2 separate regions of the Arachis hypogaea genome follow, and region 1 is linked to region 2. A link is a contact called in public Hi-C data. All regions are on one chromosome and are shown on one strand. Each heading gives the region's core, a stretch centred on a gene start, on an enhancer-like site or on the middle of the called end of the contact. The rest is flanking DNA. Distances are from core to core; before and after follow the strand shown.

The links. A called contact is a pair of places that touch in the nucleus more often than the background predicts.
Region 1: a Hi-C map of leaf shows a contact between it and region 2, with 1.9 times the contacts expected there. The contact joins the enhancer-like site here to the promoter of LOC112762995 in region 2. A contact is called at or near these places in 2 of 8 Hi-C or Micro-C datasets (both in leaf).

What each region holds. Positions count from the first base shown.
Region 1 is chr17:22,604,890-22,609,561 of arahy.Tifrunner.gnm2.J5K5, forward strand. No RefSeq gene overlaps it. Among protein-coding and RNA genes, the nearest start is that of LOC112766856, 48 kb to the right of the region's middle. Within about 2 kb of position 2,777, at least 3 of the 3 cell types and tissues checked have open chromatin away from gene starts, as enhancers often do.
Region 2 is chr17:22,454,602-22,459,378 of arahy.Tifrunner.gnm2.J5K5, forward strand. It overlaps LOC112762995 (probable O-methyltransferase 3), which reads left to right and starts at 1,886. Exons shown (of 2, transcript XM_025808780.2): 1 at 1,886-2,721; 2 at 3,731-4,699. The coding sequence starts at 1,978. The coding sequence ends at 4,036.

The DNA.
Region 1 (4,672 bases), core at 1,527-4,026, 150 kb after region 2:
TGTTTCAATCACTAGTAAATTGAATATTTTAATTTTTATTATTTTTAGTACTCATTTTCATATTTTAATTTTTAATGTTACGATTTTTTATGTTATGTTTTTATATGAGTTTTTTTTTATCATTTCCTATACTATTTTATATATATATATTTTTTATGATTTTTTTTATTTTTGTTTGACTTTGTTTATATAATTTTTTTTTATTTTATTGTATTTTTTTTATTCATATGACAAATATTGTTGATTTTTTTTTTATTTTTTGTAGTGCTATAATTTTTCAGGTATTTTTATTAATTTTTTATAATATTTTAATTATTTTTTGTTCATATAAATTCTTTTTTTCTATCTTTTACTACATTGTATTTATGTTATGTATAAAATTTTTTTTTATTCATTTTATTCATATGAATTTTATTTAGTTTTTATTGTATTTTTTTGTTCATATGATATATGTTGTTGGTTTTATGAAATTTTTATTATTTTTTATCTGTATGATTTTTTTCTATTCTTTGATGTACTCTATCTTTGTTTTATATTAATTTTTTTATTTTATATTTTGACTTTGTAAAATTTGTAATTGTAATTATTACATACTACGTTTATTATCAAAATTTTGTATAATATAAACTATGATCTATAAAAAAGGACAAAATAAATAAAAAATTAATTATAAGTAATAATAGAGTCATAAATAATAAAAATTTATAGTCCAAAATAATACTAAATTAAAGAGTACGGGTAATATTAGAAAAATTATAGAATATTTTTTTCTTTAACATTATAAAATTTATAGTACTCTCTTTTATATTTTTTTATTATATTTATTTATTTATATAATAAATATTTTTTATATTATTTTTGTTAGGTTCTGTTTTTGTATGTATATAAAAAAATAATTTAAATTGATGTCTCTTTTAGTAATTTTTCATCTAAAAGTGATTTTGAGTAGTATAATCCAAACAACATTTATTTTGCTATAATCAATTTTGATACAAATATTGCCAAATATAAATCACATTAACTCAAACTTACTTTTCATTAAAATCAATTTTGTAAAATCAATTTTATGCAAACTCACTTTTGCAAACTGAAATCCAAACACACACTTAATCCCTAATTTTTAATTTTTAATTTTTAATTTTATTGTCAAATAATAAAAAATATAATTTTAATTTTAATAATACTTTTTAAATATTTCTAAAATTGTGTAATCATCAAAATATATATATATATATATATATAATATTTTTAGAAAAATAAAATTATACAGTAAATATCTTTTGTATCAACTATAAGATATATATCCAACTATCCAAGTAAGAATGTGAAAAAAAAAAATTGATATATATCCAACTAACGTAGCATTATATAGGCAACTCACTAGTAATTCGAATCAACTTAATTCGAACAACCTAGTGTCACCAACATTGAATAATTCGAATCAATATGATTCGAACTCCATAAAGTCATGTGAGCCTACTAATTCGAATCGAGTCAATTCGATTTACCCTTCTCTAATTCGAATCTACTTGATTCGAATTACATGCATATCCATTCAAACGTAATTCGAAACAAGTTGTTTCGAATTACATGCATTTGTAGTTCGAATCAATATGATTCGAATTATATTTAAATGGTCATTGGTAGATTGCTGAAAAAATTTTTGTTTTGGCTGATTTGGGTAATAAACTTCTCAGCTTAGTTTATTTGAGTTTTTTACCCAAAAATTATTAATCATAATATATTAGAATGTATACCAAATAAGTATTTGTTGTTGTCTTAAAACTAAACATACTTAGAGATATTTTAAATAATTTATTTGATCCCGAAGATATAAAATAGAGTAATATTGATGATAAAAGTGTTATTGAATATGTTTAAGTAAATCTAACGTTATATATTCTGAATATTTATAATTAAAAGTTGTTATTATAGCTATTTTAATTAAATATTAATTATAACTATCATATTTTAATTCAATTGAGATGATAAGTATGAAATTTAATTGATTAGTGATATATTATAGCGGATTTCAATTTTAAAATTATTGATAATAAATGATACTCATAAATAGATACAAATGTTTTAAATATTAGAATTTATATTTTTTAAATCATTACTAGGTTGAAATTTATTTATTTATTGTCTTAAAAAATTATAGTTATTATTTATAAAAAAATTATTGATAACTTTTACAAACAATTAAGCCAGTTATTGAAAGCCAACAATCCAAGGGACAGCAAACCTCTTATAGCTGCCCATTTATGTCATTTAATGTCTAATTTAGAGGATTTTAGAGTCTTTTAAAAAATTGCTAAACGACAAAATTAATATGGGAACCTTTTGTTTATTGGAACAATTATGTTCCATAAAAGTACTTGGAACACCTAATAATTTTCCTATAGTTTTATGCAAGCGCAGGTGAAAAAGGGAGAAACAAAATAGGAAACAACACAATGCCACAAAATCATGAATAAACAGTATAGAAAGTCAGACGCAGAAACCCCTTGGCCCTACATAATCTTTATGGAGGCTGAAGATATTAATTAAGAAAAAGGAAACGACAAATACCAAAAACCGAAAGCCCTCCGCCCAAAAATGTATTTTACGAGAGTCCATAGTCCTCTTTTTTTGGTCATAGAGAGTCCATAGTCTTGAATTATACTACATCATGACTATAAAAAAACCGCACACAAAACAAATACCTTATACTAGCCCAAATATATATATAAAAAAGAAAGCCACAAATCTGAACAAAGCCCGAATCTCTTTTCGGAGATGAGTCTTGTACATGGATACGCATCAAGGAAATCCATATATTGTTCATGGAGGCCCACAAAAACAAAGAACTACCAAATCAGAAATCTCCCAATACTCCAGAAATAAACTTTTGAAAAGTCCTTATTCAGAAAATATGCTGAACCATACGGACATGGACTCCCATAAGCAATCAATGTCGTCAAGCAAGCCCAAAATAAATAAGAAAAAGAAGAAACAAACTAAATATAAAAGATTCAACAAAACTGCTCAATCTGAACAAAATAAGCCCCATAGCATATACTCGTTAACTTTAAACCCTACGTCCAAAATCCTAAACCCACACCATTTACCCTCGATACTAACCACCACAACCAAAATTCTAAATCCTTAATTCTAAATCTTAGACCTTCATTCTTAAACCTAAATCTTAAATCCTAACTCTTGTCATAACCATAATCCTAAATCCCAAAAGTTCAACCATAAAATTTAAATACTAAAATCATAAGCCATAAATTATAAAATATATATAACAAACTCTAAATCCTAAATAATAAATTATTAACCCTAAATAATCGACTCATACCCTATCTTATATAGTTAACCCTAATCCATTGTCAAACAATCCTAAACCATATACTCTAATCCTTAAATGCTAAACCCCAAATACGTCAAACTCCCTAAATAATAATATGTATATCCTAACACCATAAATTATATAAACAACAAACTCTATAAATCCTACATTAAACTGTAATTCATAAACAGTAAACTCTAAATTTTTAATACTAATACCACCAAAATACTGTATTAAAATACTGTAATCCTACCTACAAGTTATCTTAGAATATGTTTCTTTATATTTTTTTGTCTTTATGTTTTTTGTATTTAACATCACCATTACACAGAGAAGGACTCTTTATTTTCGGTTTACCTAGCTCAATTCATCTTTTAATACATAACAAAAATTTAAAGACCAATCCCTATATGCCTCATAGTCCAAAAAAATATTCCATGTATATGCAATAGCATTCATAAATGGGGCCTCACTGTCGTCCAAAAAAATGTTGCCTCACTAGAAGATCAAACAAAATCAAGTGTCCTGACCCAAAATCGACACAATTCTACAAAATCCAAAAAATACCCCTAACCAAGTCCCAGCCTCTTGTCGCATTATCATTAATGAAATACACTTCAATCATGCTTAGAAACTAAGCCACGGGCAAGTGGAAAACAACTGTTAGAATATTTGATAGAATATTATAATTAGAGTAACAAATCACAGAATATCAGAGATAATCAAGGAAAATTAATTATATTTATTTAGAATACTTTCTGTATTTAGTTTTCTAGAATTCTATATTAAGAGAATGATTGTAAACAAAGAATATAGAAGAAAATACATTGAAAACCTTTTCCTGCTTCTCTCTCTGTTACCTTTGCTTGTGTCTAACATTTCCTAACCCTCGATACCATCTCAAGATGGTATCAGAGCGGTGTTAGATCCTGGGAACCCAGAAACCAACATCATTGTTCCAATGCCCTAAACACCCAAAAAAAATCCAAAAAAAATGTCATCTTCAGGAGATAAAATTAGCAACAACATGAACTAAAACCAAAACCAGAGTAACTACTCAATCATTACTGATGAGCTAACTTTGCAAATTACAAATATGCTTCGTAATGGCCTAGAAATTCAGCAAACACAAGCCAATCCTGACAATTTGTCAATTGGTTTTAAATTAAATGGAGACAATTATCCATTGTGGGCAACACTTATGAAGAAAGTTGTCGGTGACAGAGGAAAGAAAAGCCATCTAACAGGTATTCCCCCTGTACCAGAAGAGAGAGAACCAAAATATGAAAAATGGGAACAAGTAGATCAAGCTGTCTTTACCTGGATAATTCAAAATAT
Region 2 (4,777 bases), core at 636-3,135:
TACTATCATAATACTTCATTTTATTCTACCATTAAAATATCACCTTATGAGGTATGATATGGGTTTGTCATCCTTAATATTTCAGAGTATGTCAGTTGCTCTTCCCTAGTGCAGGATGTAGATGACATGCTTTGGGTAAAAGAAGCTCTGGATCTAGAGCTACACTACCAACTGAAAAGGGCTCAAGAACGTATGAAGAAACGATCTAACCAGCAGAGGCGTGAAAAGTCATTTACGGTTGGTGATTGGATTTTGCTAAAATTGAAACCTTACCGCAAGGCTCAGTGGTGATGCAAGGCAATTTGAAATTAAGAAAGAGGTATTATGGGCCCTTCAAGATCTTTCAACGGATAGCGAAAGTCGCTTATAAGTTGGAACTTCCGATTGAAAGTGCTATTTATTTGGTGTTCCACATTTCAATGTTGAAGAAATATAAGGGTGACTCTACAGCCACTGTTGGAGCAAACAATCTGCCTATGACTCTCCCTTTTGACCCCAATCCAACAGCAATTATTGATAGTTGAGTACTGCCATAGGAAGAAGAGCCATATAGAATACAAGTTTTGGTGGAATGGCAAGGTGCACCGTGGGAGCAATCCACTTAGATCAGTTGGTCAGAGTTAATCAAGTTATATCTAGAAGTAGACCTTGAGAACAATGTCGTTATTGACAGGAGAGTGGTTGATACGATTAATGGCCCATCTCATAGAGGCCCAAACCAAGAACCCAAGATTGAGGAAGGGATTGGGCCAAGTAATCAAAATGAGATCTAAAACAAAAGAGTGAAAAAAGCTCCAACATAAATAAGGGACTACCATGTATGAGAAGAGTGCGCAACAGAAAAATAATTGTCATAATTAGTTACGTAATAAAATGAGAGGTATGAATAAAGAGGAGTAGAGTAAGTGAGAGATAGTAATTGATTTGATAATTGAGTAGAGTTTTTTCCCTAACTTGAATGGGGAGAATTGTTGTTTATATTTTTTTTTTTTGCTGTTATATACATTTTCTTATTCTCTATCTACTCTTTAATTAATTCTTCATATATTTGATTGTGTTGTTAGTTTTAATTTGGAGTGGTGTTGTTACTGTTATATTACAATAATCCATCATAATCTATCATGTATATCTGTTTATAGAAGATATTGATAAAGTATTGTCATTAATTTTTTATACAAATTAAAATAGTTAAAGTTAGAAATGCTTTTGTTGATGAGTACATTTTATTATAGGGTTATGCCAGGTAACCAATGATTTTTTTGAACAACATGAATAACGGGCCTTAAAATGGGCTCAATTTAAGTAAAATACACTACATCTTCAAATTACTCACCTAAATCTTAATATTAGAATAACCATCCGCACACCTAGTAAATTAAACATCCAATATATCTATTGTTCACATTGTTTAATATTTTCATTGTCTATCTATACTTTTCCTTTATTATATACAATAAGCATGAAGGATTAAAAAGCAACGGATATGATAAGTACAGGTTCTTTCCTTAAGTGAAAGCCACTTTGTAAAATGTACTGAGCGAAAGCTTTTGTTAATTTTTTTTTATATTTGCAATACAATTAACATATAAATAGTTTCATAACATGCATTTTTGGAACTCAAATTGAACTTTGTATCTTTAAAAGCAGATAGTCAAGTAGGTACTATAAAAAATACTAATTGCTTCTATTCTTCATTATATATCTAACCCGTCAATAAGTCCAAACTCTACTCTTCCACTTATTCAAAAATTTCTACATTAATCTAATAATTATATGCTTTCAGGTTCAAACTAATACGTATGGTTTTCACCAACCAAATAATGCTGTAGTTGTAGTGGTGGAATTATCATAATTTGGAATGCTTATAAATAAAGGACCCTTAATGTAACTAGAGTGTATCCATATTCCATACCACAAGATAACATAGCTGAAAGCCAAAAGAGTTGGGGATTCCAAAGTGGAGAGCAAGCTAACAATATGCTTAAAGCTCAATGCCACATATGGAATCATATGTATAGTTTTGTGAACACTGTTTCCCTTAAATGTGCCGTTGACTTAGACATATTTGAAACCATACACAAACATGGAAAACCCATGTCACTCTCACAACTCATTGCTTCATTGCAAATTCACCCTTCAAAAACCACCTTCATCCATCGCTTGATAAGAATCTTGACACATTCCGACTTCTTCGCAACGACAAATGTGGCCGATAACAATAATGAGATCGAAATTGGGTATGTTCTAACTGATTCGTCTATGTTGTTACTTAAGGAACACCCCTTAAGTATAAGGACTTTCTTTGTTAACTCGCTTGATCCAATTTTGACAAATCCATGGAACAAGTTGTCAACATGGTACAAAAATGAAGATCCTACGCCGTTTGAAACAGAGCATGGGATAATGGTATGGGAGTATGGTGGCCGTGAACCTAGGCTCAATCATTTGATCAATGATGCCATGGCAAGTGATGCTAGATTCATTAGCGAAATGGTGATTGAGAAGTGCAAAGGTGTGTTTGAGGGATTGGAATCATTGGTTGATGTTGGTGGAGGCAATGGAACTCTTGCAAAGGCCATTGCCAAATCATTCCCACAGTTGGAGTGCACTGTGCTTGATCAGCCACATGTTGTTGCTGACTTGGAAGGAAGTGACAACCTTAAATATGTTGGAGGGAACATGTTTGAGGCCATTCCTCCTGCGGATGCTGTTTTGATGAAGGTAAAAAAACTATATTAAATGCATGTTGCTCTTTATTTTATGAGCTCTATATAAATAATGTAGGTTACATAATCGTATTTATATTACAAGAAAAAAAGAATCTTTTTTCCTCACCACCAATAATATACAAATAGGATAAAGTCTAGAGGACCAACTGATTTTATGGTTTTTAGCCATTAATTAGCCATCAATGATATTTTTAATGGGGTGAGATTGTATCTAATAGTGTAGAATCATTCAATTTCCTTTTGATGGTTAAGTGATGGCTATAATTTAACAAAAGTGCTAGCCCCTAGCACTTCTCATATAAAAATATTACATGACTAATAAAATTTCGACTAACACTTGGCCAACAAAAGATATTTTTATATTAAATTTTAAATTCAGAATTTTAAATTTTAATAATATAAAAATAAAATATTAGTCCAAAATATTGATTAATATTAATAAAAATTATAGATCCTAATATCATATATATAACTAAGAATTTTAAAGGTTAGTATAATATTGTCAAATGATTTTTTTAGTGGTTATTTCAAAATACTCCACAAATATAAAAAAATCAGCTACTAAATTAATTATAATATATGTATATTATTATATTATATTATATGTTCTTTTATATATATATTTTTTATTATGAGACACTAGAATAATCAAATCTAACATTGTTAAATAATCAAATATGTCATAACAAAATAAGCAATTTTTTTAAATAATAACATAATAAATTTTTTTCATTAATATCAAATATGTATTTTAATTTTATGAGTGCTGATTTAATTTCTTTTTATATGTACATATAACATTTTTAATATCACGTTTTTTTCTTTGTGTTATAAGCATCAAAACAATATTAAATACAGAAACTTGAATTTTAACCTTGTATGAAGAAAAAGAAAAATATAGACGAAAATTTATTATGCAAAGATTAAGATGAATAAAAAGAAAATTTTATTTAGTTTCCTCAAATTGATTCTAATGAATGGTACGTTGAATAATAAATCAGGGGATTTTGCATGACTGGAATGATAAAGAATGCATTAACATATTGAAGAAAAGCAATGAAGCAATTCTGAGCAAAGGCAAAGAAGGGAAATTGATCATTATAGACATGGTAGTTCAGGAAGATGAGAAGGAAGATCCTGAATTAGTGGAAACGCAACTCTTCTTTGACTTGCTCATGTTGGTTATGGCTGCCGGAAAGGAGAGAAGTGAAAAAGAATGGGCCAAGTTGTTCTTCTCTGCCGGATTCAGTGACTATAAGATAATTCCAGTTTTAGGTATGAGGTCTGTTATTGAGGTCTACCCATAATAACTCATTTTTGAAAAGGAAAAAATTGCAAATGATTTTTATTATAAACATTGATTTATGTGTGATTTTTAGACTCTCAAACCTTTGAAATGTCAAATTCAATTATTTAAAGTTTTCTCAAATTATAAAATAAAGGCCTTTTTGTTTTTTTCCCTCAAAGTTTATCCTTAATTTCCATTAATAAATGATTTGTAATAAATAAAACACTAGAGAACGGGTAATTTTCAAAAGAAGCAGTTAGAAGAATTGTTCTTTTTATACATACCGTTTGACAGTTTCAACATGTGAAATTGTACATTTAAAGAAATATAATCCAATTTGCACATAAGACAAAGTTCATGTGAATCATTTGTAACTTTTCCTTTTCAAAAATGTTAGCATGAACACTAGTTGGAAAATAATGAACGAGATGGAACCAGGATTCTGTTTACTAATGGCTACAAACAGATTTGAACTTTGTAATAATAAAGTTATTCTTGTATGATTTACTAGTATAAAATTTATATTAATGATATCTGTTTCTACACCTAGCTAGACCGTGATCTTTTTGTTTTTCACTTGAGGGTTGATTTGCCTTGAAGAGGTGACTGATGTGGAGTGTAATAAATATTAGTAGTCATATTATATTTAAAAATTCTTATCGAGATGAATATTTCGTGACCATATTCTTTTTTATTGATATCGCCTTGTTATTGAATATATTTAATATTTCTTTTATAATCCATTGATCTAATAAAATGG